6 separate regions of the Mus musculus genome follow, and regions 1, 3, 4, 5 and 6 are each linked to region 2. A link is a contact called in public ChIA-PET and HiChIP or PLAC-seq data. All regions are on one chromosome and are shown on one strand. The core of a region is the stretch at or near the end of the contact, and the rest is flanking DNA. Distances in the headings are between cores, read along the strand shown. Region 1 has its middle 21 kb from the start of 1700101I11Rik. Region 2 has its middle 28 kb from the start of Klrb1c. Region 3 holds the start of Olr1 (oxidized low density lipoprotein (lectin-like) receptor 1). Region 4 holds the start of Clec12a (C-type lectin domain family 12, member a). Region 5 overlaps Clec9a (C-type lectin domain family 9, member a). Region 6 holds the start of Clec2m (C-type lectin domain family 2, member m).

Region 1 (3,839 bases), core at 578-3,077, 790 kb after region 2:
TCTGTGCCCATTTGCTCCTCATAGAAAGTTCATCATCCAGTTCTATGAGTTTCTGACAGCTGGAAAGGAGATATTTATCTTCATCTTGACACAGCCGTCTACCTAGGAAGCATCATGGAAAGGAAGCCAAATTAACATTCTTAACAGCAGTTAGGAACTCTGAGCCAAATACCCTTAGGGAACGTTCTCTGTGTGGCCATCTCAGACTGACCTAGATATTGACAAGTTATATGCAAAGTAACAAAGGAAGAGATGTGGTTATGCTGTTTCTACTCATTGCTTGGTGTGAGTTCATAGTCATGTTTTCCATTGAAAGCAAAATCCTACCAGGTAGCACCAATAAGAACAATGCATGGTGTTAAAAAAGGGCTCAAAGAGATGAGATGAACACAGAACACAAAGAACATGAAATGGTCACAGATACCTTCTCCACCTGGGCCAGAATTAAAACTCCCAGAGATAGAAATAAAGTGATGGAAAGGTGACTGATGAGAAGGGAGAAGGGCTGCACCAGATGAATTCTCATGACTTTCTCTGGAACATCTACCTACAGCAAGGAAACACATCTCTTGAAGAGTCTAAGGAAAGCTGGGTCCATTTTCCTGGGTGATCTGTACCAGTCATCTCCATCTCACAGCCACTCTCTCTAAGGGTCTTTCAGTTCTCTCTTCCCATCACTCCTGCCCTTTACATCCCTGGAGATCTGCTATCTTCCTCCCTCCTTTCCCATATTCCTTAGTCAGCCACACACCCTGCTGCAGACCATAGACATGCAGAATAAAGTAGTAATGGTGAGCTCTGTTCCCTGACTCAGGGCCTGTTGGGAGGGACTGAAGGAACTGATTGGAGCCCTATCTAGAGAGGGACCAGGATCCAGATTTTCCATGCTTTGAGTAGAGTTGCAGATATCTTCTCTTCTTTCTCAGCCTCTCAGCCTCTGAGAATGGCAAGCACAGTTGTGAGTATGACTGCCTCTGCTTCTCTTTCTTTATTCTGGGCAGCTCAGATGGGAGCAGTAAACTCTAATAGCAGCAGCACAGACTCACCTGCCTCTAGTGGGAACACTGCTCCAGACAGTGGTGGCTGCTTCTGCTGCTGCTTCTTAATCCATTTTTATGTTATATACATAAGTGTTGCCCACATGTCTGTAAGTGAACTATATGAATGCCTGGTGCATCTGGAGAATAAGGAGATGGGTACCCTGAAACTGCAGATGTAGATGGTTAAGAGCTGTTTTATGTGTGCTGGGAATGGAACCTCGGTCAGATGCAAGAGCAGAAAGTAGTCTTGCCACTTGGCCATGTCTTTATTTTTATCTTCTTTATCCTTCTCTGTGAGATGGAATCCTCTCTCCTCTATAAATAAATTGCAACTCTCATGATGTTCTTCTTTTGTGTTCCTGCTGTCCCCACATCATGCACCATGAGCCTTCCTAGTCAGGAACCTGCTCTGATCAGGGATCTGTGGTGTTCTCTTTCCAATTTCCACAAGTCTGTGACAAGATTTCTCTCCTATAAAGGCTGAGCATGTACATGGTATTTCTAGCAGGTGACACAAACGTGAAACTTACCTTAGATTGCATGATTCTCATGCTTTGTGTGAAGCAGTTGCTTTTTGAACAGGTCACCTCCATCTTTCAGTCAACCTGTTTTTTCTAGATCTTTGTGGGATTCAGTCTGTTCCCCAGAAGAACAAAGACATTCATTGCATTTGTTGTTGCTACTGTCCGAGTAAAGACAAATACTTTTGTTTAGTTAGCCTTGGGCTTTGTATGGCTAGGGTCCAGATTCCAAAAGTAAACTCAGCAAAGAGAATCATTATCTGGGAAGGCATTGTGCAGATGTAGCTGATTTTAACAATTAAAGATAAAATGATCAGGAGGCTGAAAGCTGCTGTCCCATGAAAACACAAGGCTCCTGAGCCCATTGTGTGATACTGAACCACTTGGGCTAGGGAAGTGGCACAGTAGTTAAGGGCACTTACTGCTCTTGCAGAGGATCTGGGTTTGATTCTCAGCAACTACAACCAAACATGGTGGCTCACCTTTGCCTGTAACTCCAGTTCTAGGGGATACAATGTTCTCTCTTGGCCTTCAAGGACACCAGGAAAATTTATGGTGCACATCCGTAATGCAGTCAAATCATTTGTACACATACAATAAAACACATCCAAAAAGGCGTTAAAAGTAAGCCACCTCAAAGACAGACCCAGATCACCTTCCTAGGAGGACAGATCAGGCCCCAAGAAATTCCACAGCAAGTGCAGTCATTTTTTGATCATTTCATTACTTCTCTGTCACTCAAATTAGAGTGGTAGCTTGAAAGAGACATCAAGATATTTGAGTAATTGGTCCCCAGTTGGTGGCAGCTATTTGGATAGGTTTAGGTGGCATACTCGATGAAGTAAGCATGCCACTAGCGATATGTGTAGCTTTGTGACAGGAGCCATCTAGGAGAGGCAGATGATCTTCCTGAGATGGTTTCACTGTGAACGTTAAAGCATGATGAACGAGCCCTTTTCAGGCAAGATTAAAAGGGACTACATTTTAGGAAAGATTCCTGTTGTTAATATGCCTTTTCTACTCTCTATCTCTCTCTCTCTCTCTATCTATCTATCTATTACTAGTTATTAGTCTACCCACCCTACTGGGCAGATAATTTCTTAATTCTTAATGATCATCCTATAAGAATTCCTAAAATTACACTAGTAATTATTAAGACCTTTATAATAGAACTGCCGTTAAAGCCCTCTTTGTTATGAAAACTGCATTTAGGACTCTTCCAGTCTTCACATGTCACCAGTTAATTACTTATGAAATAGAAAGCAGGCATTTACAACTTAGAACACATTCCATGAGGTTGTAAAACAATTAACCAAAGATCATTAAATGAAACTAATGATTTATTGTAGGTGCAAAGACAGAAAATTAAATGTTGACTGGGTTTATCTTTATAAACCTTCAATGCTAACTTAGTCACAAGAATGATGATTGTTAATTTTCAATGAACCTGTGACAAATAATGAACTTCTAGTTAGATAACAAGTCTTAAAGAAGACACATGTAAATATCTCTGTTATAAACTTCTTATTCAATTTATAATTTGAATTTATGTTTGAAATTTTAGTGAACTTTTATAAAAAATAATAAAAAATATGCTCATAAATCTATTTCTCTAGAAAAGGTACAAAACAATCCCCTAGGAATGATTACATTGTATTTCATTATATTACAGCAGAAGGAATCAGAAGGAGAGAGCAAGATGGGGAAGAGAAAGGAACAGAGTAGAGCAACCTAGAAATTAAGAGAGCATATAGAAAGAACAAGATGATCATGTGGTTTTTGTCTTTGAGTTTGTTTATAAAGTGGATTACGTTGATGGATTTCTGTATATTATAGCATCCCTACATTCCTGGGATGAAGTCTACTTGATCATGATGGGTGATAATTTTGATGTGTTCTTCGATTCAGTTTTCAAGAATTTTATTGAGTATTTTTGCATCGATATTCATAAGGGAAATTGGTCTAAAGTTCTCTTTCTTTGTTGGGTCTTTATGTGGTTTAGGTATCAGAGTAATTGTGGCTTCATAGAATGAATTGGGTAGAGTACCTTCTGTTTCTATTTTGTGGAATAGTTTGAGGAGAACTGGAATTAGATCTTCTTTGAAGGTCTTATAGAACTCTGCACTAAACCCATTTGGTCCTGGGCTTTTTTTTTTTTTGGTTGGGAGACTATTAATGACTACTTCTATTTCTTTAGGGGATAATAGACAGCTTATGTGATGGTTTGTATATTCTTGGACCAGGGAGTGGCACCATCTGGAGGTGTGGCCTTGATGGA
Region 2 (3,721 bases), core at 448-2,947:
TACCCCAGAGGTCTTGACTCTAGCTGCATATGTATCAAAAGATGGCCTAGTCAGCCATCACTGGAAAGAGAGGCCCATTGGACTTGCAAACTTTATATGCCCCAGTACAGGGGAACACCAGGGCCAAAAAGTGGGAGTGGGTGGGTAGGGGAGTGGTGGTGGGGGGGATATGGGGGACTTTTGGGATAGCATTGGAAATGTAAATGAGGAAAATACCTAATAAAAAAAAAAGTGGAACACTCCTCCATTGCTTGTGGGATTGCAAGGTGGTACAACCACTCTGGAAATCAGTATGGCAGTTCCTCAGAAAATTAGACACAGTATTACCTGAGAACCCAGCTATACCACTCCTGGTCATATACCCAGAAGATGCTCCAAGATGGAATAAGGACACATGCTCCACTATATTCATAGCAGCCTTACGTATAATAGCTAGAAGCTGGAAAGAACCCAGATGTCCCTCAACAGAGGAATGGATACAAAAAATATGGTACTACTCAGCTATTAAAAATGACAAATTCATGAAATTCTTAGGCAAATGGATGGACCTAGAAATATCATCCTGACTGAGGTAACCCAATCACAAAAGAACACACATGATATGCACTCGCTGATAAGTAGATATTAGCCCAAAAGCTTGGAATACCCAAGATACAATTCACAGACCACATGAAGCTCAAGAAGAAGGAATACCAAAGTGTGGGTGCTTCGGTCCTTCTTGGAAGGGGAACAAAATGCTCACAGGAGCAAATATGGAGACAAAGTGCAGAGCAGAAACTGAAGTAAAGTCCATCCAGAGCCTGTCCCACCTGGGGATTCATCCCAGATACTGTCACGAAACACTGACACTGTTGTGGATGCTAAGAGATGCTTGATATAGCTGTCTCCTGAGAGGCCCTGCCAAAGCCTTACAAATATAGAAGTGGATGCTCGAAGCCAACCGTTGCACTGAGTTCAGGGTTCCCAATGGAGGAGCTAGAGAAAGGACTCAAGGAGCTGAAGGGGTTTGCAACCCCATAGGAAGAACAATAAAATCAACCAACCAGACCCCCCCCACCTCCCACCCCCAGAGCTCCCAGGGACTAAACCACCACATGGCTCCAGCTGCATATGTATCAGGCATCAATGGGAGGAGAGGCCTTTGGTCCTATGAAGGTTCAATCGATGCCTCAATGTAGGGGAATTGAGGGCAGGGAAGCAGGAGTGGGTGGGTGGATGGAGGAATACCCTCATAGAAACAGGGGGAGGAGAGATGGAATAGGGGGTTTCCAGAAGGGGAAGAAGCCAGGTAAGGGGATAACATTTGAAATGTAAATAAATTTAAAAAAAAAAAATCAATTGAAATTGATTGCATTGCTTAAAGGCAACGGAAGAGAGACGGGATTTATTTGTTTTATTTAGTTTTTCTATTCTTCCTTTTTTAAAACTATTACTTTTTAATTTTGCATGCTCACTCGGTGTGTGTGTGATATAAGGCAAAAAAGGTGGCTGGAGAGACAGCCGTGGGTGCTGGGAACCGAACTCTTATATTTTTGGTTGTGAGCCTAGCCTTTAACGGCTGAGCCATCTCTCCAGCCCGCCCAGGAGGCACATTCTCGAGCTCATGTAGCTACAAGGCGTGGCCGTACGTCATTGCCATTGATCTTTCGTCATTCCCCGAATTCCTCTCAAAACCAAATACAAACAAAACCGAACTCTTGGCGGCGACCATTTCTCGCCGGCCGACTACTGATCGCTGCTTCGCCCGTGTAACACTAGCAAAATGGAACAGAAGGGTCGGGAGAACTGAGGACATGGATTGGAAGAAGGGGGTCGTGTCAGGACGGAAGCGTGGCGTGGGGAGAAGACAGGAGGGTCGGGCGTGTGCAGCTCTGCGTGGACAAGAGCGTGTGAGCTGCACTGGTGCCTATGCGCCCGAAGGACGCGAAGGATGCGATCTGGGTGCGTGGGCGTGAGGGTCTGTGAGGAAACTGGGTCTCGGAATGGTGTCAGTTCTAGAGATGTGTTTGGGGGTGGCGTGTGGCCGTGAATTTGTCTTCGTGTTGAACTTAGAAAAAAAAAAAAAAAAAAAGGTGAATGTTTTCCAGGAGAAAATTAGGAATTAAAGAAAAAAAATGTGTAGACCAGGCTGTCCTCGAACTCCAGATCCTCCTGCCTCTGCCTCCTTCAGCAAATCCTACCGGCCTGCGCCACCAGAACCGGCGAGCGTTGCTGCTGCTCCGATTCTACTTAGCTATGTATTCTATGACATCACCGCTTTCTCCAACGAGGAGACTATAGGGTACAACGCCCAGCAGGCCTTCGCCCCAAACCGCACCGTCAACCTGGCTCATGAGGTTCTCCGCCAGTCTCACGCACACTTCCCGCCTAACGTCAGCCACTCCTCACTCTAGGGAACCGCAACCTCATGAGCCCCGAAGCCTCTTTTCGCCCCGCGCCCCCTGCCGGTCACCCCAGCAAACACACTCCCGCACCTTCAGGCGTGCATTCCTCTGAATTCTCTGTATTCCTCCTTGGCTTGCGCTCTCTTGCAGTGCCCAGGGCTTTTTCTAGGTAAGCAGACACAATGGTCCAGGTAAAGAGACTGCAGAATTAGATCTCTAGTGTGCTGGTGAGGGCAGGGGAGTGTGATAAGGTCTCAGGGTGTCTGCTGGTGACCCTGTGTGCTCCGATGTTTCTTTCATTCATTTCCTTCCATTTGTCCTCATCTTTCTTCCACAGTCCGGAAGAGCCATCTGCTTTTCAGTTGGTTCACTTTGGTGTTTGTTGCATGAACTGGAAAACTCCAAAAGCCTTCAAATGCTTAAAATGTTAGTAAAACACTTCTCTGTGAGTGTTTGTGAGGACGTGTCCGGTGAACATTATTAGACTTTGAGGGGGTTAAAGGAATGAATGGGTAAATCCCTGGGCGGATTCAACATAGGATGGCATTTTGAAAGCACAGGTAAGAGATTGTGACCTGGTGGAGTCAGTAGTTAACACACAGCATATCCTAAGAGCACCATTGCACCCCGGGGCCTTCTCTGTATATCCCACTTATTGTATTTAATATGAGATGCTTCTCTTTCCTCTGTACCTTCAATTCATAATTTGTGCCCAAATTCTTACATATTTATTTTAAATTATTTAATATGTAATAATTATTTTCTTTAATAACATTTAATGTTTAATAATACTAATAATTTTTAAAAATACATTTTATTTCTTTCTTTGTTTGAGTGTTCCAGCTGCTCTACTGTGCCTTCACGTCCTGACATTCTATCTTCTACTTGCTCCATTCTCCTAAGGAAGGTTTTTCATTGAGTCTTCTCAATGTGCGCTAGGTTCACAAGAGAGCCACTGCGATGAAAATGAGAACACAGCCACTGGACTGAGTGATGCCCTTGCATGTACAGAAAACTTGCTACATCCCTTCAGCTTGCTAAGCCTTCCCGGAGGCCTTGAAGGAAGGACAAAGAGACCATAGTGCAGTTTGGTCTCTACCAAAATGCCACGGGTGACCTTGCAATACTCCCCAAGGGGTCCTCCCCTTCTTTACATAACAGCCATTTAAACTCAGCCTGTGGGTCTAGAATAGCCTTTAAAACATATGTCACCAGGCAGAGCTGTGTCTGGCTAGGGTCTGCTCTGGTCTGGTTCTCTCCACCAAGACTGGAGTCCTCACACAGTAAAAGCTGCTGCTGTCTGAAGGCGCCCCTTGTCCAGAACTGTGAGTGTCTCT
Region 3 (3,783 bases), core at 1,058-3,557, 750 kb after region 2:
CACTGGTGTGATTCTCTCTACATAAAGAAGAGACTGAAAGCAGCAGTTTCGCTTACTTGATAACACATTTATAATGAAAACTTAAAACGTAGGTCTTTGGGTTTTATGTTGTTCTTGCTCAAGATAATATTTACTTTGTAATCCAGGCTTCCCTGGAATTCAGTAGGTAGCCCAGGCTGGCCTTAGATTGGGGGTCCTCTTGACTCAGCCTCCCCAGTGTTGGGATATCAGGCATGTGGTACCACCTTTGGCCCTAAACGTTGTTCTTTAATCCAATGCTCATAAGCCAAAGTGCTTGGAGTATTATATCATTGAGCTTTCGGTGTGAATGTGATAAAGGTCCAAGTTAACAAGTGGTCAAATACGTTCAGAGTTCTCTTCTGTTAGTTTGTGTTAGAATCCACAGATGATATCAAAAAGGAATTCTGACAGGTAGAAATAGAACTCATTCTCTGGCTGCAGGATTTCTCTCTCCGAATGTGTGGTTAGCTGGCAGATAATAGAAGACAGTAATATCTCTTACAAGCAGTTGCCTTATCCTGGCACCTAACATCAGGTAAAAATCCTTCCCGAACCCCAGTATTCATCACACATTGTATGCCTACAACTGAATGAAAACACCGATTGCATGAGTTGCCATGGGAAAGGAAGATACAAGCTCCCATTACTTAAACGGCACCTTCATCCCACCTCAGCAGTAGGAGGAGACTATTGGCTTTCTAGTCAGAAAACAACCTTTAGTCAATCAATAAAGATTTGTATACTAATTTCAGTGTATAATTTATACCATTCACAGCAAGGACCTAATTTAACAAGGACTCTTATAGAAGAAATAATCATATTTATGGTAAAAGTCAAGTAAAAACAATATTTATTGCACAAATAATGAGTGACCGGTTGAGTAAATTAACAACTGGCATTAGCTCCTACATCTACTACTAAACACCAGCACTTCCTCACACTAAGCTAGTTCAACAGCTGCTGGCTCTACTACCAAGCCCCAGCACTCTTGACTCTGAGCTAGTTCAGCCACTCAGATATTAAATCACACTACACTCACCCTTATCCTACCCATTGAAAGATTTCAGGCTTACTTACAGACACAGTCTGTCTTCCCTCCTCTTCTTATACTTTGTTCCTTTTTTTCCTGAGTCTGGGTTTCTCTGTGTTTCCCTGGCTGTCCTAAAGCTCACTCTGTAGAGAAGGCTGACCTGCCTCTGCCTCCCAAGTGTTAAGATTAAAGGTGTGCACCACCACCACCTGGCCTTTTCCTCTTAATTTTATAAAATAAAAGACATTTTATCTGTAGTTGTCTACAAAAATGAGTTATCAATTAAACCTAAATAATTCAATTTACTGTAGTAGCCAAATACAAATTACAATTTTTCTTTTTTCTTTCTTTCTTTCTTTCCTTCTTTCTTTCTTTCTTTCTTTCTTTCTTTCTTTCTTTCTTTCTTTTTTTTTATTAGATATTTTCTTCATTTACATTTCTTTTTTTTGGATTTTTTATTAGATATTTTCTTCATTTACATTTCAAATGGTATTCCCTTTCCTAGTTTTCTCTCTGAAAGTCCCCTATACCCTCCCCCCAACCCTGCTCCCCAACCCACCCACTCCTGCTTCCTGGTCAAAGCAATGATGGACAAGAAAGTCTAACGTATATTCAGTCATACTGAATATACCAAATTTGCTTTAGATAATTCACAAAGCACTTCAGATTTTTGCAGTACTTCAGCAACACACATAAAAACAATTAGTGTGTGCTCTAAATGGATGCATTTTCGCCCATTTTTTTTTTTTTATGGATTGGATTCTTCATACATGGGAATCTGGTATGATTTTGGCTCTACTCTGATTAATTCAAGGAAACTGAGTGACTTTATTACTCCTCCTGAGTTAACTTTATATGGAAGGCAGATAATATAAGTACTACAATTAGTAGAAAGCATTAATTTAAAGCCGTAGCATGGAGAACAGCTTATACTAAAGATGTAGTATCAGCTAGTTGTTATCTTGAATCCTACTTGCTTTCCTTCTAAATAAATGGTCTTGGTCTCTTGTATTTTCTTATATTTGAATGGCTTTACCCTCTAACCTCATTCCTCAGTACATTTAATTTATATTTCTGAGCTAAGCCTGGCATTCTGTCTCTATAAGCATCTACCCACCCCTGTTACCTTTAGGCTTCTTGCCACATGACTTCTGATCAGGCTCGTCATTCGCAGGCTTCATCTTGTCATCAAAAGTCATCTCCAAATTCCTGCTAAGAGTGAAAAACTGAAACAGTCGAGGACCTCAGCCAACTGCCAGTGTGCGGAGCTTCTGTTGCAGTTTAAATAGCCGCTCTTATCTAGCAGAGGATGACTCAACCGTCGCGGGAGGAAAGGAAGCTTTGCTTCATATTGGAAAGTTGGCTAACACAAATTCTTAGGTTGTGTCTCTTGTGGGTGGGGAGAATTATATCCAGTCATGCTTCATGACCTTTCACTAAGAAACAGACAGCAGGGGAAAGAGGGCTGACCACGACAATTATAGGAAAGATACTGCAGACAAATCAGATAAGGGTTTGGAAGTCAAAGAAGCACATTCTTCAAGTTAGGTGATTGGACTGGATGGTTCGACTTGTTTGTTCACATTTTTCTGTTTGCTGATTCACCAAAGCAGATTGTCGCTATATGGTGTCTGTTTTATAAGCACCATGTTTTACTTTTAATAGTTTTAATGAGCAATCAGAAATATGACTTAAGTCACATAGGATTTCCATTCCTGGCCCTGAGTGCTGGAGTTTAGGGGAAGTCTTGAGTACAGAGACTTTAAACAGCAGCAGCAGCCCAGTAGAAATAGCTAGAGTAAGTCTTAGATCTTTCCCTGGGTCTGTCATCTCAGGAAATATTTATATTGAATCTACATATTTGTCTGGAGTTTGAGGATAATGTATGTTTGATAACGTTCCAATGGCCAGGTATAGTGGCATTAACCTGTAACCAAACACTTGGCTCAGGTAATGTTTCAATAGGAGCTTAGATGTAAAAATGACAGGTTTTTGTAGTTGGAACATAAAAGTCAGAAATAATAGTTAAAACTGCTACTAATTGTAGTATCCAGGATACTTAAATTGATTAGAAAAGAGTATGTTTTACTCTGACCTATGCCTTGGCTTTTTATACCTATATACACCATGAAAAGATATGTCTCTGAAATTACTTATACTTTTTAACATGTGTGTGTGTGTGTGTGTGTGTGTGTGTGTGTGTGTGTGCACTTGAGCTTGCTTGTATGTGTGCAAAACACAGATACAAGTGGAGGTCAGAGGGCAAATCAGGTATTGGTAGGCCCTGGTCTCTCACTGATTAAGGAAAGGTCTCTTATTGCCTGATACATGCTCCAGGCTAGCTGATCTGAAAGATTCCAGATTCCCTCCTATCTCTGCCCTCCATCTCACAGTAGGAGTGCTAAGATTATGGACAGGACAGGTGTTTGACCAACTCTCGAGTTCCTAACTCAGGTTCAGCCCTTGCATGTGTTTTTGTGAAAGTAAAGTAACCCTCTTATAGACTAAACAATTTTTTTTGAGTTTGAGTATACAAGACTCTAACAGAGAGGAAAAAGTGATGGGGGGAAAGGGGATAGATTGATTGTTGTTAGGGTTTTGTTTGTTTGTTTTGGTTTGTTTTGGTTTTTTTCTTTTGAGACAGTGTTTCACTGGGTAATCGTGGCTTGGGAACTCACTATGTAGTTAAGACTGGCTCAAACTCACAGAGATCTTCTTGTCTCTTCTTCCCA
Region 4 (4,044 bases), core at 1,345-3,844, 590 kb after region 2:
TTAGACTGTAAGGTAGAAAATTTAAGTTTGACCCCCTAGACCAAGTTGGAGCCAAGAAAGAAAAATAGTTGGTCCCTAAAGCAGCCTGTTCCAAGAACTGTCTGACCACAGAACAGGTAATTACACAAGCCGGTTCAGTGACCTCGTTCCAGGACCTGTCTGACCACATGATTAAATTCTTGAGAACAATCTTGAGAAGCAGGGAGTTTCCACTTGTGATTTTTAGTACCCCCCTTGTGATTTTTTCCACTGGTATTCTCGGTATTTTCCAATAATGCCCTCCCTACCCCTTGGGTTGTGTCTTTTTTCTTTAAGTACACCCTTTTCCAGCTACTGGGTGTCGAACTCCTCTACCCCTGTGTGGGATATGAGCTGAACTCAGCGTGCTGGTTCCTGTCAATAAACCTCCTGTGATTTGCAGCTGAAAGAAAGAAAATTAAATTCAAGACTTCAAAGCCCTAGCCAGAAAGTTTATTCAAGGTCCATGACTCATGCAGCTTGCTAGTTAGGAGGGCTTTTTGGGCTTAGAGCAAAGAACAAAGGCTGTAAAGTCATCCCAGGAACCAACTAGCCATAAAGAGAGGGAAGACATACAAGAATGTCTGGACTGGCCCAGCGCCTCCCTATCTCCCGCCCTTCTGATCTAAGTTAAATGTTAACCAGATGCTCTGCTGTTACCTCGATCTGCATGTACAGTCTGCTGATGTTTAAATGAGCCAATCATGTGAAACCACGCCAATTCCTCCCCCAGTCCCAGACCCTTTTCTATAAAAACCTCTAGCTTTTAAGCCTCGTGGTCGAATCCACTGTCTCCTGTGTGAGATGACCCGGAGCTCCACCATTAAACTACCTTGTGCATTTACATCAAGTCGGTCTTTTCGTGATTCTTTGGGTGCACGCCAAATTGGGAATTGAGTGGGGGGTTCCTCACTAGGTTCTTTCACAGCAAGGACGGTCTCTCATGAGTTCTTGGGGGGTCTCGTCATCCTGAGACTTGAATGAGAGTCTCCCCTCTTCGGGAGTCTTTCAAAACCAAACAAAATTTTCGTATCCTTTCTAGCTATAATTTCAAGAGAAAAAGCACCTTATTACTTGCTGAACCCAATAATCACAATCAGAGATTTTTCTAGGAGGAACAACTGTCAGCTTCTTTACCATAGAACTTGAGAAGCTGCTGGGCCCTTTAAAAGCAGCATGGCAGGTAATCAGCCCCTAGCAGGGCTTCTCCAGCTGTGATTGACTCCTAACTATAGGTGCAGGGCTCCAAAGGACAATTAAGACTGCCTTTAAACAAGCTAAATTAAATCAGGGGGTGGGCAGCCAGCACATAAAGTTTTAGCCATTTTTTTCTTTTCAACACTAAACACGAACAACAATCATTCAAACAACGAAACAAAAACAGGTGTAAATTGACACACATGGACAGATTGGTGCACCAAGGACAGACAATAGACAGAGAGGGAAGAGAACTTGATGTCCTAAAGGGACCTAGAACCAGGACTAAGGATATCTCCAGTAGGAGCCAGAGAGGAAGCAGGATGTCTTCTGATTTCCTCCTGTCCCAAGGAGAGCTCTGAAATAGCTTATCTCTTTTGCTAACATGTCCTGGACAGGGGATACCTGCTTTTCTGAAACCTATTCTCTCTCTCTCTCTCTCTCTCTCTCTCTCTCTCTTTCTCATGTCATTTGAATACCATTTCTACTTCTGGGCACCATGGACAGCATAAATCTACTTGTGCTAAGAATTTTTCTAACATCTGTTTTTAAACCCTGCTCCTCTCACCTGATGCAACTCTTGGCTGTGGAGAAATGGCTATATAGAATTCCCCTGTCCCGTTGAGCTGTTACCCCTAGGTGAAGTTGGCTTCGGGTCAACACCTCTTCAGCCCAGCTGTATGCCCTTAATACACCTCCTGCAACAACAGCCTCCCTAAAATAAACTAACTAGTGTTAGCATTAATGTTGTTCATTACTGGGCAGGATACCATTACTTCTTCTGTTTTCTGTGGAGCTCCACTCAAGCCAGTGTTTCTCAGTGCTTCCTCCCACTTCCCCATTTTCAGGCCTCAAGCTATGCACCACCTGTAGCCATCCAGTAGCCACTGAGAACTGGGTTAACCTGAAAGGGGGGCTGGGAATGAAAAGGACTATGGGCTGCAAGAAAAGGATGAAGCCAAGATCAAGGCAAAGTTTAATTCTGCAGCTCCAGGTAAAAAGGGAAGACCACAAAACCCAACCTTTGTTTAGGCTGTATTATGTTGCAAAGCAAGCTCAGTGAGCTTATTTCAGGAACTTGCAGGTGCAGCAAGGCGATAACTCCACTTGAGCCTGCTCAAGGTTGGGGGAAGGGCATGGTGGTGCACCAGGGAGCATTTGAGATTTGAATCACTCCGATTATTTCCCTGTTTCAGAGTTTAATCATATGCTGTTTCTGCACTGTGTGGTAGGAGCAAATTGCGCAACTCGTATGAAGCTAATATTATCCAAGCACAGTTTAAAAAATTACCTTATGTAAAGAAAAAGGAAGAAATATGAGGAAGAAAAGTGTTCCTCTTTCAATCTTATTTATTCTTGTCTGAGGCAATAAACTGACTGTGGCTCATAGACACATATTTGAGAGTCTGGCATAGTGGTTTTTCAAAAGGAAATTTGAGCTTGTGAGGTTAGCCACAGTTTACAGAGGGTTGAAAGTCTAGGTAGGCTTACTTAACTGTCAGCCCTCTCACCTTTTTCGAAGGACATTTTCTGGAGCCTTCTTTGAATATTCATCAATGTCTGAAGAAATTGTTTATGCAAATCTCAAAATCCAGGACCCTGATAAAAAAGAAGAAACCCAGAAGTCTGACAAATGTGGGGGAAAAGGTAAGATTTTGAGCCATGGATGAGATGGCAGTGACCACAGATTCATGCAATGTGAATTTTTAATTTTTATTTCTTTAAATTTTAATATGCCATATGAATTTTTGTTCAGCCTTTCATTTAAACCCCAAATAACAAAGTGATTAAAAATAATTTTTTTCTTTAAAGCATAAGGTATTTCTTTAAGCCATTGTAATACAACATTGTATTTTACATTTTTAATATTAAATTAAATTGAGGTATGTGGAAAGAGATTGTATTTTCAAATGACAGTGTTTTATTGTGAAGGTTTTGTTTTGTTTTGGTGTGTGTGTGTGTGTGTGTGTGTGTGTGTGTGTGTGTGTGTGTGTGTGAAGCCATGGAATTAGGACTATACCTTATTCAGGAAAGTCATGGGCTTATATGTTCTTGCTAGATTTTTGAACGCAAACTGCTTGAAGTGTAGGAGAAAGACAAAGAAGGGGAGAACATTTTTTATTTTTAAATCTGGCTTCTCTCCTCATTGTTCATGGAGCTTGCTCTGATCCAGATCTTCAGGAGTTTCCATATTTTATCCTAGCATTCAAATCTCTACTCTTTGTCTTAAATTTAGGTTAAATTTAATCTGTGTATGTGTGTGCATATGTGTATGAACATGTATGAGTGTGTGTGTGTGTGTGTGTGTGTGTGTGTGTGTGTGCACGCGCATATGTGTACGTGTGTGTATATGTGTGCTTGTGCCACAGTGCTTGTGTGGCAGCCTGAGGACAGTTTGAGGAGACAGTCCTCTCCTTGCATCATGTGAACCACCAGGAATTTCCCTTAGGTTATAAGGCTTGCAAAGCAAGTACAGTTAGGCCCTGAGCTACTTCTGAGTCATGTCTCTACCTCATTGCTGTGCCTTTCTGCTGTTTTTATATTGCTGAGCATTCCATTTTAAGATTGCTCTTTTGGTAGATCTAAGGGAGTGGTTCTCTAATCTCAGATATCCAGTAAGATTGGAAGTTCAAGGCCTACTTGGGCTATGAGAGAGTTCAGAGTCAACCTGTGCAGTCAGTTAAGTGAGATCCTGTCTCAAAATAAGAGGTAAGAAGAGAGCTGAGGATACAGCTGAGTGCTAAAGCACTCATTTAGCATATTCAAGGCTCTACTCTCAATACAATATAACACAACATGACATACTCAGCACAACACCCAAAACATATC
Region 5 (3,855 bases), core at 1,038-3,537, 660 kb after region 2:
TATCTCTTCTCTTATTTTAACACTCAAGTTATTATTTATTTCTGACAAGACAAAATTTAGACCTTTATATTGTACAGGTATTCACTTTTCTTCATTTACAGTTTGCGTCTTTTTTTTTTATGTAGGAGTTCATCAGCAGTATAGGGAAACTCAAAGGAGGAAATAAATATTGGGTGGGAGTGTTTCAAGATGGAATCAGTGGATCTTGGTTCTGGGAAGATGGCTCTTCTCCTCTCTCTGACTTGTAAGTCTATGAAAGAGACATTACAAGGAAAAGCTAGGAATGTGAAGAAAACTTAAAAGTTACTTTGTATCTTATGTTTTCTCCAGCAGACAAAGAAGCCTGATACTTTTACAGGCTCCTGATTGGAATTGTGACTCGTATACTTAAGACTTGGTTTTATTGCTTCCCTATTAGTTAGGTTTTCTATTGCTGTGATAAAACACTGTGACCAAAAAGCAAGTTGGGGAGGAGTGGGTTTATTTTGTTTACAAGTCCGCATTGCTGTTCATCACCGAGGGAAGTAAGGACAGGAACTCAAGCAGGGCTTAAACCTGGAGGCAGGAACTGATACTGAGGCCATAGAGGGATACGGCTTACCGGCTTATTCCTCATGACTTTCTCAGCCTGCTTTCTTATGAACCCAGACTTGCCAGCCAAGGAATGATAACACCACAGTGAGCTGAGCTCTCACCCACCAATCACTAACTGAGAAAAGGCCTTACAGACCTGCCTGTAGTTTCTTAATTGAGGTTCCTCCTCATAGATGACTTCAGGCTTTGCGTCAAGTTAACATAAAACTACCCTGAACATCTTCTGAATCTTCCTACCAGCCCTCCTACCATATCCTTTATAAAGTTGTTTTCATAATCCAAATGCCTAAATGGCCAATAAACTGTTAGTCCTTTGTATCACTTAATGCTGAGAAAACTTTCTGGTAAAAAGACTGTGATAACTATTGATCGATTTCTATATTGAGCTTTCCAGATGAGAATGGCATTTCATGGGTACAACCAAGTGCCTTAGTATGTTGAGAACAGAGCCGAGAGAAACGCATTGGCTCTCACCTACCTTTATGCAAACATGGCTTGGTTTTCTTTAGAAACTATTTGTTCAAATTATATCAACATATCCTTTGTAAAACTTAATAGATGCTATTTGAAGGAGGACAAAACCACCACAGAAGGCTACCACATTAAAGCAAACTAAAATAAATCCAACAGCATCTCTGGAGAGTTTCCCTTTCAAATACCACTGTCATCTTCACATCTAACCTCTAACCTGAGAAGTTACCTTACTTTTTCAGGTTGCCAGCAGAAAGACAGCGATCAGCCGGCCAGATCTGTGGATACCTCAAAGATTCTACTCTCATCTCAGATAAGTGCGATAGCTGGAAATATTTTATCTGTGAGAAGAAGGCATTTGGATCCTGCATCTGAAAGATACAACTCAAAGCTACCTGTTACACAAGTGTTTGAAAGAGGCCAAAGAGCAAACACAGGAGGAGATTGATGTGAGACTATGAAGGCAAGCTTGATTTTTTATTTACACTTGGCAATAGTCTGTAACGCTTTGCAGATTTCAGTTGACCTTGTCCATTGTGCCAAGGAAAAAATTGATTTAGAGCTACAGAAGATCTGACTCAGTGAGAACAAAGAAGAGAAAATAATTTCCTGTGTGTTTGAAAGTCCAAAGTGACGATCCATACCACACCGAGATCTAGCTGTCCTTGTGGGAGTTTTTATGCAATCCTTGGTTTGTACTTTTAGTAAACAATTCTATCTACTATACTTACAACTGACAAAATTTTCTTCAGGTCACCTTCCAGTAATTATAGATCATAAGATCACACACTGAGAGGAGAGAGATGGATTTCTAAACTGTAGTATTACCACCAATCATACGCCAGGGGTCCTTTGGCTCTAGGTAAAAATGAGCAGAATGGGGACCTCCAGTGTTTTTAATCTTCTTCTGAGGCCCAGGGCCTGGGGGATGACCTCACAGATATAGAGATTTACAGTTTCTAACCCTTGGAGCTAGGGGGCTATTGCTCCGGGATCTGAGTGCTCAGGTTGAAGGCTTATAGCTTTTCGTTTTAATCACTACTGGCTCTGGGTCTTGGCAGCTTTTACAATCCCTAACCTTTAGCAGCAATACCAGACAGCAGTCAGTAGCAGCAAGCAGCTCCCACTAGTGTTATAGCTCTTGGATGGCTTTAGGGTGGTGGGGCATTAACTCTGCAGTGACTACTATTACAGTCCTCTGGTCTAGAATGCAGGAATCTCCCATCAGCCCTTGTTGGCTGTTAGTGTTACAGCTCTCAGCATAGGTTTTCTGTGATCCTTGGTTCCAAAGACTGCAGCTGCTTGGCACTCTTCCAGGTCTCCAAGCCCGTGTTTCTCCTTCCTGGTTGGCCACAGTCTTCTGTCTTTACTCAGCCTTGCTTTTCTGCCTTCTCTCATTTCTCTAACTCTACCATTCCTCAGTCTCTCTGTTTCTGCTGCCCATCCTTTCTGCCATGACCCATCTCTGGAATTTTTCAGGTGTTCTCTTGTCTGTCGACTGCCACGGTAACTGCTGTCACCACTAGAGCTGCTTGCTCTGCTTGGTTGCCTTTGCTCCCATCTTGTGCTTCTGCATCTTCTCTTTGTGTTAGCAGCTCAGGCTACTCTTCTAATGCAGGGCAAAGGAGGAGAAAAAGGACCATTCGGGAAGTCTTTTATTGGTGTTAATGTTACAGCATCAGGAGTGTCAGAGGAGGGGGTGTCCTGGCTGACTCTAAAACTGAACTAAACAGCCCATTTAATAGATAAGAAGTGGGTGTAGTGCGGGTGTCTGCACCTTCACAGTAGCTCTTCAAGGACTGTGTTTGCACCAATCACAGCACAGACTCTTGTTTACAGTCACAGATCTTCCCTAGGTTCATGGTTGGAAGTGCTCCCTCTCTGGCCCAAATGAGAACTGCAGGACAGGCTGGGCCTTGGGCAATTTGCCAAAAGGCTTCCCTTGCTTAGTTAGAGTGCTGTTTTCCATAGGCTATTCCAGTTGTGGGAGCAGTCACAACTGGAGCATGTCTTCAGCCATGGGGTGGTGGTATTCTTCAGTAGCTAGAGGGGCTTCAGAGTAAAGTGCCCAAACTGCTGGCTGGACTGTCATGAGGGCAGTCTGGCCAGATGTTAGTAAAAAGGCTGCTTGGCTGATAGCTTGAATTCACGTTCACAGACAATAAAAGTGTGTTTACAATAAATACTTAATAAAACCCCAGTACATGACAATTCGAATAGCACTTAGCAGTACTTCATAAAAATGAACATTTAACAGGGTTTAACTTCTGCCCCAAAGCTGTAGAGTCATTGAGTCCCTCTGATCTGCCTCAGAAGGAACCAGGGCTTTTTCTGTCTATGGTGCTTTTCAGACTGCAGAGTTCTGCTGGGAAAGGTACTCTTTGAATTTCATGTAGGGGAAGGATTAGCATGGACATCAGCATGTCCCATTGTGTAGGTGGAGCCTTCCATCCTATTGCTCACAGATCAAACGGCTCAGTCTGCGCTGACAAGATGAACAAGATGAACAACCTAGTTCCTCTAACTGCCTGTGTCTCAACCTTCCTGCTATAAAACTGTAATACAATTCACTTCAAAATACTGCTTAAGAACACCATCCAAATATTACATGCAAACTATAAAAAATGATACTTTAGATAAGAAAGGGTAAATGAAAATGAGTGCTATCTACCAGAAGAAAAATTAGCTAATTATAGTTATCATGTTCCGTACTTATAATGTGTCATCTCTAAATCATACTACATACATAACATGCTCTTAATAAATATTTGATAAATTCAGTATGATTGT
Region 6 (3,689 bases), core at 904-3,403, 570 kb after region 2:
TTCAGCATGAATGGGGAGGCCCTCCCTTGCAAGCCCCATCCTTGTTGGACTGACAGCAGATCCTTGCAGAGGGAGGAAATGACTCTCCTTTGTAGACATGGTTACAAATGCTAGAGGGTTAACAACAGCAGAATGAAGGGTGAGAACTTGGGAGGGAGCCATTGCGGATGGTACAGGGGAGATGGAAACGATCTAAATATATTGTATAATAGTATGAGATTTTTAAAGAGAAAAATATTTTTTTAAAAAATGAATGTGGTTCATCAAATAAGATGAAGGGAGTGATGGCAACGCTGGAGAATTTGCTAAATTTGACTACAGGTTTCATGAGAAAAGCTGAAGCAGAAACCTGATCAGAGTGGATTCAATATTAGAGAGGCCAGGTCCTGGGGTGTTGCTTCAAGGTAGAGCTTAGCATACACAAGGCCCTGGGTCCAGCTCCAAACACCAATTGTCCTCATGGAAAACTAAACCAAACCCAATAAAAACCAAGTACTTTGAGCTGGAGATGTAATCTAATGGCAGGCCATATGCTTAGACTACATGACAGCCCAGAAAGAAAAGGAAGGATGGATGGAGAGGAGGAAGGCAGACTGGCAGGGAGGGGAGAGAGAAGATAAGCAAAGAACACATTTCAAGGTTTCTGAATTAAGCAGTAACCATAAACACTATGCAAAGGAAGAGTAGGGGCTAATGAACTAAGTTATGATCTACTGTGCTGCTGATGAAGATGCTGCAGTGGAGTGTGAACAGCAATGGCCTATGAGAGAGGAGAGCCTGATGACAGAGTAAGAGGATATAGGATCTTCAGTAGAACCTGAACACTTCACTGTCTGGAGAGTCCGTGTGGTGGTAACGGTGGGTGGGCTCGTCTCCCACCCATTGCTTCTATTAGAGTAAAGCTGGAATCAGGGTTCCATGCACCTGTGGCCCTGAGTTAACAAATGCAGCTTAGCATACCCCACTTTGCTTGCCCCTCCCCACCACCACTATAGCTGACACAATTTTGACACAAATATGGTGCCTTACAAGATCTTACCGTTGACCACATACACCCAGCTCTTCATAAAGCTTTATTTGATCACCCTGACTCAGAACCCTCCTTCCTCCTGCTTCAAATAGAATGAATTTATGCATAGCAAGTCCTCTAGAAACAAATCTAATCTATTTTTTTTTTCAGGAAAATATCCCAGCTGGTACTCTGTTTAAATGTAATACATATTTATCAATAGACTAATCTAGGAGGTAAAGCAGGTGGAGGGGTCAGGCTGAATAGCCAATACCACTATCAAGTGTTTTTAGTAGAAATTGATCACTTACATTTTCTAGGAAAACTGAAAAACCCCCAAAGAAGAACAGCAACAGCACCTCCTAGCAGGGTCCAAAGGGTCAGCACTTTCTTCGCATCTGTACATAAAGCAAGCAGACAGGTCACTACCAGAGAAAAATAACAAGCAAACAAAACCTCCATTAAAAAAGCCATAATCTCTGTATCCTATACACAACTCAGCCATTGATCTATTAGGAAAAGGGAAAAGGCACTCAGGTGTGACTTTGGCTTTTGTCTGTACAGTACTTTGTCACTTCCAAGAGCTGGGCAAAACACTCTCCAGCAAAGCTTGAAGAACAAAAACACAGTCCCCCACCTTTTGTGGCTTTGGGGGGGGGGCGCGGGTGGGTGGGTTTGGTTTGGTTTGGTTTTAATAAAATGTCTTCTGTTGTGAGGAGGGTGGAGCGGGAGTGTATCATCTTCACTTTTAGTCTTGAGCCTTTGTTGATGATGGCCACTTTTTCTTAAAGTTCACCTCTGCCTCACAGGCAGAGGCTACCAGTCTTAGCTTTCAATGAAACCCAGTCATCTCCTTACCGAACATTAACCTGTGATGCCTGCGTTCATGGCTTGTCTGAGGTAGTCTGGGTGAAGTGTCGGTCTGCATAGAAATGGTGCTCCAGTGACTACAGAGATTGAGAAAATTCTTAAGCGGAAAGGAGAACTGATAGTTGTATCCGTTGTCTTCAAAGCTCTAGACTCGGAGGGCTGAGTTTCTTTGGAATCAAGACTAGAGCAAGATTGATAGATGGGAGAGATAGCACCACTCCAGCGTGATGGTTCTGCATGATGGGCCACAAGACATCTCACTGGCCCTGTCCTCTAACGGTAGCACGCTCCAACGGGTGTCTCGCTAGCTGCCCTGATTGGCTGCTGGTCGCCATGGGGAAGCCTGATTAGCATCCTCTCCCTTCAGCTATCCAGTCAAGACTTCCCCTTCCCTGGTCTTTGTATAGTGTCTCCCGTGTAAACTATCTGATAAAGCCCGTGTAACTTTAGAGTTGTTTGAACTAACTGTAAATCACACTTATCCTTTCTTGATCTTTGAGCCCCACATCCAGTTTTACTTTGCTTTTAATCGCTTTCTCTTTACTTCCAACGGTCCGGTGAATTGTATTGTGAAACTTGGCAAAGTAAACTCATGGTAAATTAAGGTTTGTTTCCTACACAGGTACTATCCTCTTTGCAGAAGCTCAGAATGATGTATTCCTACAGAAGCTGGAATCATGCCTACAGATTCCCGTAATTGAAGAAGGAATTATACTTTTTTGTTATCTTTAATTTCCCCCAAACACTGAAACCATTCTTCATCTTGTATTGGGGAATTGAAAGATCGGATTAAGGAATATTTAAATTCCATTGTAATTCAAACATAAGAAACATCAGCATGCCCATATTTTATATGTGGTGCCACACATCTGTAAAATCTGATATAAGAAGATTGTTAACTGTCTAAGTTTGCTTTTCTGTTGCTGTGATAAAACCTTCTCACCAAAAGCTACTCAGGGGAGAAAGGGAGAAACCCATCAGAGTGGCTGCTTCTGCTCTGTTTCCAGCAGGGAACTGAGCCAAAGGCAGGGTTTATGCAGTGTTTCTTGTGGAGCAGAGTTTTTTCCAAGGTCAAGATTTTGGTGGGATTTCAAGTCCTGAGATTGGGGAGTGGGGTGGAGGGAGCAGGGATTGATTTTTTTTTTTTATTATCACCAATTGGTGAGTTTCTGTGGCAAGCTGAGAATTGGTGGGATTCTGTGTTTTTTGCCTTGGTCTTGGGGTCTGGTCAGGATCAGGGTCTTTCTTTAGCCCCTTTACCACACAGAGATGGTTGCTGGAAAACCCTCAGAAGCACAAGGGTAAGCAGAAGGGCCCCTGCACAGTGCAGGTACATGCCTTTGGTGAAATGCTCACCTCTGAAACATGAGGGCCAGAGTTTGATCCTCAGAACCCAAGTAAATAAAGCTAGGTGTGGTATCATGATGCTTTCATAATGTCAATACTAGGGAGGTGCAGGTCTTTGGGGGTAAGCGTTTCTACTCGGATGGGAGGGTATCCTGGGACTCAGAAGCCCAGGAACCAATAAAGCTCTAAAGGGAGAAGGTGTCCCAGTGAAAGGGCATCGGGAGTCATGAGGGCTCAGGAATGACAAAGGTCTGAGGTGGGACAGTGTCCTAATGGAAGGGCATCTTGAGTCAAGGGAACTCAAGAACCTGACAGCTCAGGGTCCTTCATGCTGTGGCTGGCCTATCCAGGGCTTGTAATGCCAAGTCCTTTGTGAGCACGACTGAGAGTTACTGCTAGTGAGTCTTCCTTCACCGCAATCTCACAACTGTCATTTTCTGTTGGAAAAGTGAAAATAGGAGAG

The links. ChIA-PET counts read pairs in DNA pulled down with a chosen protein or histone mark. HiChIP or PLAC-seq counts read pairs in DNA pulled down with a chosen protein or histone mark.
Region 1: an H3K27ac HiChIP or PLAC-seq map of extraembryonic endoderm stem cells shows a contact between it and region 2. The contact joins two enhancer-like sites. A contact is called at or near these places in 1 of 484 Hi-C or Micro-C datasets (forebrain) and 3 of 115 datasets of contacts at active chromatin or transcription factors (the 230-238 cell line, extraembryonic endoderm stem cells and large pre-B cells).
Region 3: a contact with region 2 is called in a FOXA1 HiChIP or PLAC-seq map of pancreatic cancer cells. The contact joins the promoter of Olr1 here to the enhancer-like site in region 2. A contact is called at or near these places in 10 of 39 promoter capture datasets (the 3T3-L1 cell line, 3T3-L1-derived adipocytes, the C10 cell line and 6 more), 3 of 115 datasets of contacts at active chromatin or transcription factors (large pre-B cells, pancreatic cancer cells and pro-B cells) and 2 of 9 other capture datasets (liver and macrophages).
Region 4: a contact with region 2 is called in an H3K4me3 HiChIP or PLAC-seq map of pro-B cells, with 8 times the contacts expected there. The contact joins the promoter of Clec12a here to the enhancer-like site in region 2. A contact is called at or near these places in 2 of 15 datasets of contacts at CTCF or cohesin (large pre-B cells and stem cell-derived epiblast-like cells), 9 of 484 Hi-C or Micro-C datasets (the AML12 cell line, the HPC-7 cell line, cortical neurons and 3 more), 14 of 115 datasets of contacts at active chromatin or transcription factors (the 230-238 cell line, acute myeloid leukemia, astrocytes and 8 more) and 1 of 9 other capture datasets (adipose tissue).
Region 5: an H3K27ac HiChIP or PLAC-seq map of microglia shows a contact between it and region 2, with 6 times the contacts expected there. The contact joins two enhancer-like sites. A contact is called at or near these places in 1 of 39 promoter capture datasets (neutrophils) and 2 of 115 datasets of contacts at active chromatin or transcription factors (large pre-B cells and microglia).
Region 6: an RNA polymerase II ChIA-PET map of memory CD8 T cells shows a contact between it and region 2, with 5 times the contacts expected there. The contact joins the promoter of Clec2m here to the enhancer-like site in region 2. A contact is called at or near these places in 1 of 15 datasets of contacts at CTCF or cohesin (large pre-B cells), 5 of 484 Hi-C or Micro-C datasets (B cells, CD4 T cells, Th1 cells and 2 more), 9 of 115 datasets of contacts at active chromatin or transcription factors (the 230-238 cell line, T-cell acute lymphoblastic leukemia, epiblast stem cells and 5 more) and 1 of 9 other capture datasets (liver).

The regions. Positions count from the first base shown.
Region 1 is chr6:129,552,359-129,556,197 of GRCm38.p6, forward strand. No RefSeq gene overlaps it. Among named protein-coding and RNA genes, the nearest start is that of 1700101I11Rik, 21 kb to the left of the region's middle. Within about 2 kb of position 1,828, at least 2 of the 459 cell types and tissues checked have an H3K27ac peak or open chromatin away from gene starts, as enhancers often do. A contact at or near this core is called in extraembryonic endoderm stem cells, where this site is marked.
Region 2 is chr6:128,758,599-128,762,319 of GRCm38.p6, forward strand. No RefSeq gene overlaps it. Among named protein-coding and RNA genes, the nearest start is that of Klrb1c, 28 kb to the right of the region's middle. Within about 2 kb of position 1,698, at least 357 of the 459 cell types and tissues checked have an H3K27ac peak or open chromatin away from gene starts, as enhancers often do. A contact at or near this core is called in 3T3-L1-derived adipocytes, the AML12 cell line, B cells and 22 more, where this site is marked.
Region 3 is chr6:129,504,858-129,508,640 of GRCm38.p6, forward strand. It overlaps Olr1 (oxidized low density lipoprotein (lectin-like) receptor 1), which reads right to left and starts at 2,308. Exons shown (of 8, transcript NM_138648.2): 1 at 2,178-2,308. The coding sequence starts at 2,250.
Region 4 is chr6:129,347,650-129,351,693 of GRCm38.p6, forward strand. Clec12a (C-type lectin domain family 12, member a) reads left to right here and starts at 2,595. Exons shown (of 6, transcript NM_177686.4): 1 at 2,595-2,862. The coding sequence starts at 2,772.
Region 5 is chr6:129,420,919-129,424,773 of GRCm38.p6, forward strand. It overlaps Clec9a (C-type lectin domain family 9, member a), which reads left to right. Exons shown (of 7, transcript NM_001205363.1): 6 at 126-244; 7 at 1,308-3,846. The coding sequence ends at 1,440. It also overlaps a transcript of Clec12b not described here. Among named protein-coding and RNA genes, the nearest start is that of Clec9a, 14 kb to the left of the region's middle. Within about 2 kb of position 2,288, at least 103 of the 459 cell types and tissues checked have an H3K27ac peak or open chromatin away from gene starts, as enhancers often do. A contact at or near this core is called in microglia, where this site is marked.
Region 6 is chr6:129,329,628-129,333,316 of GRCm38.p6, forward strand. Clec2m (C-type lectin domain family 2, member m) reads right to left here and starts at 2,154. Exons shown (of 5, transcript NM_199034.4): 1 at 1,868-2,154; 2 at 1,321-1,407. The coding sequence starts at 1,937.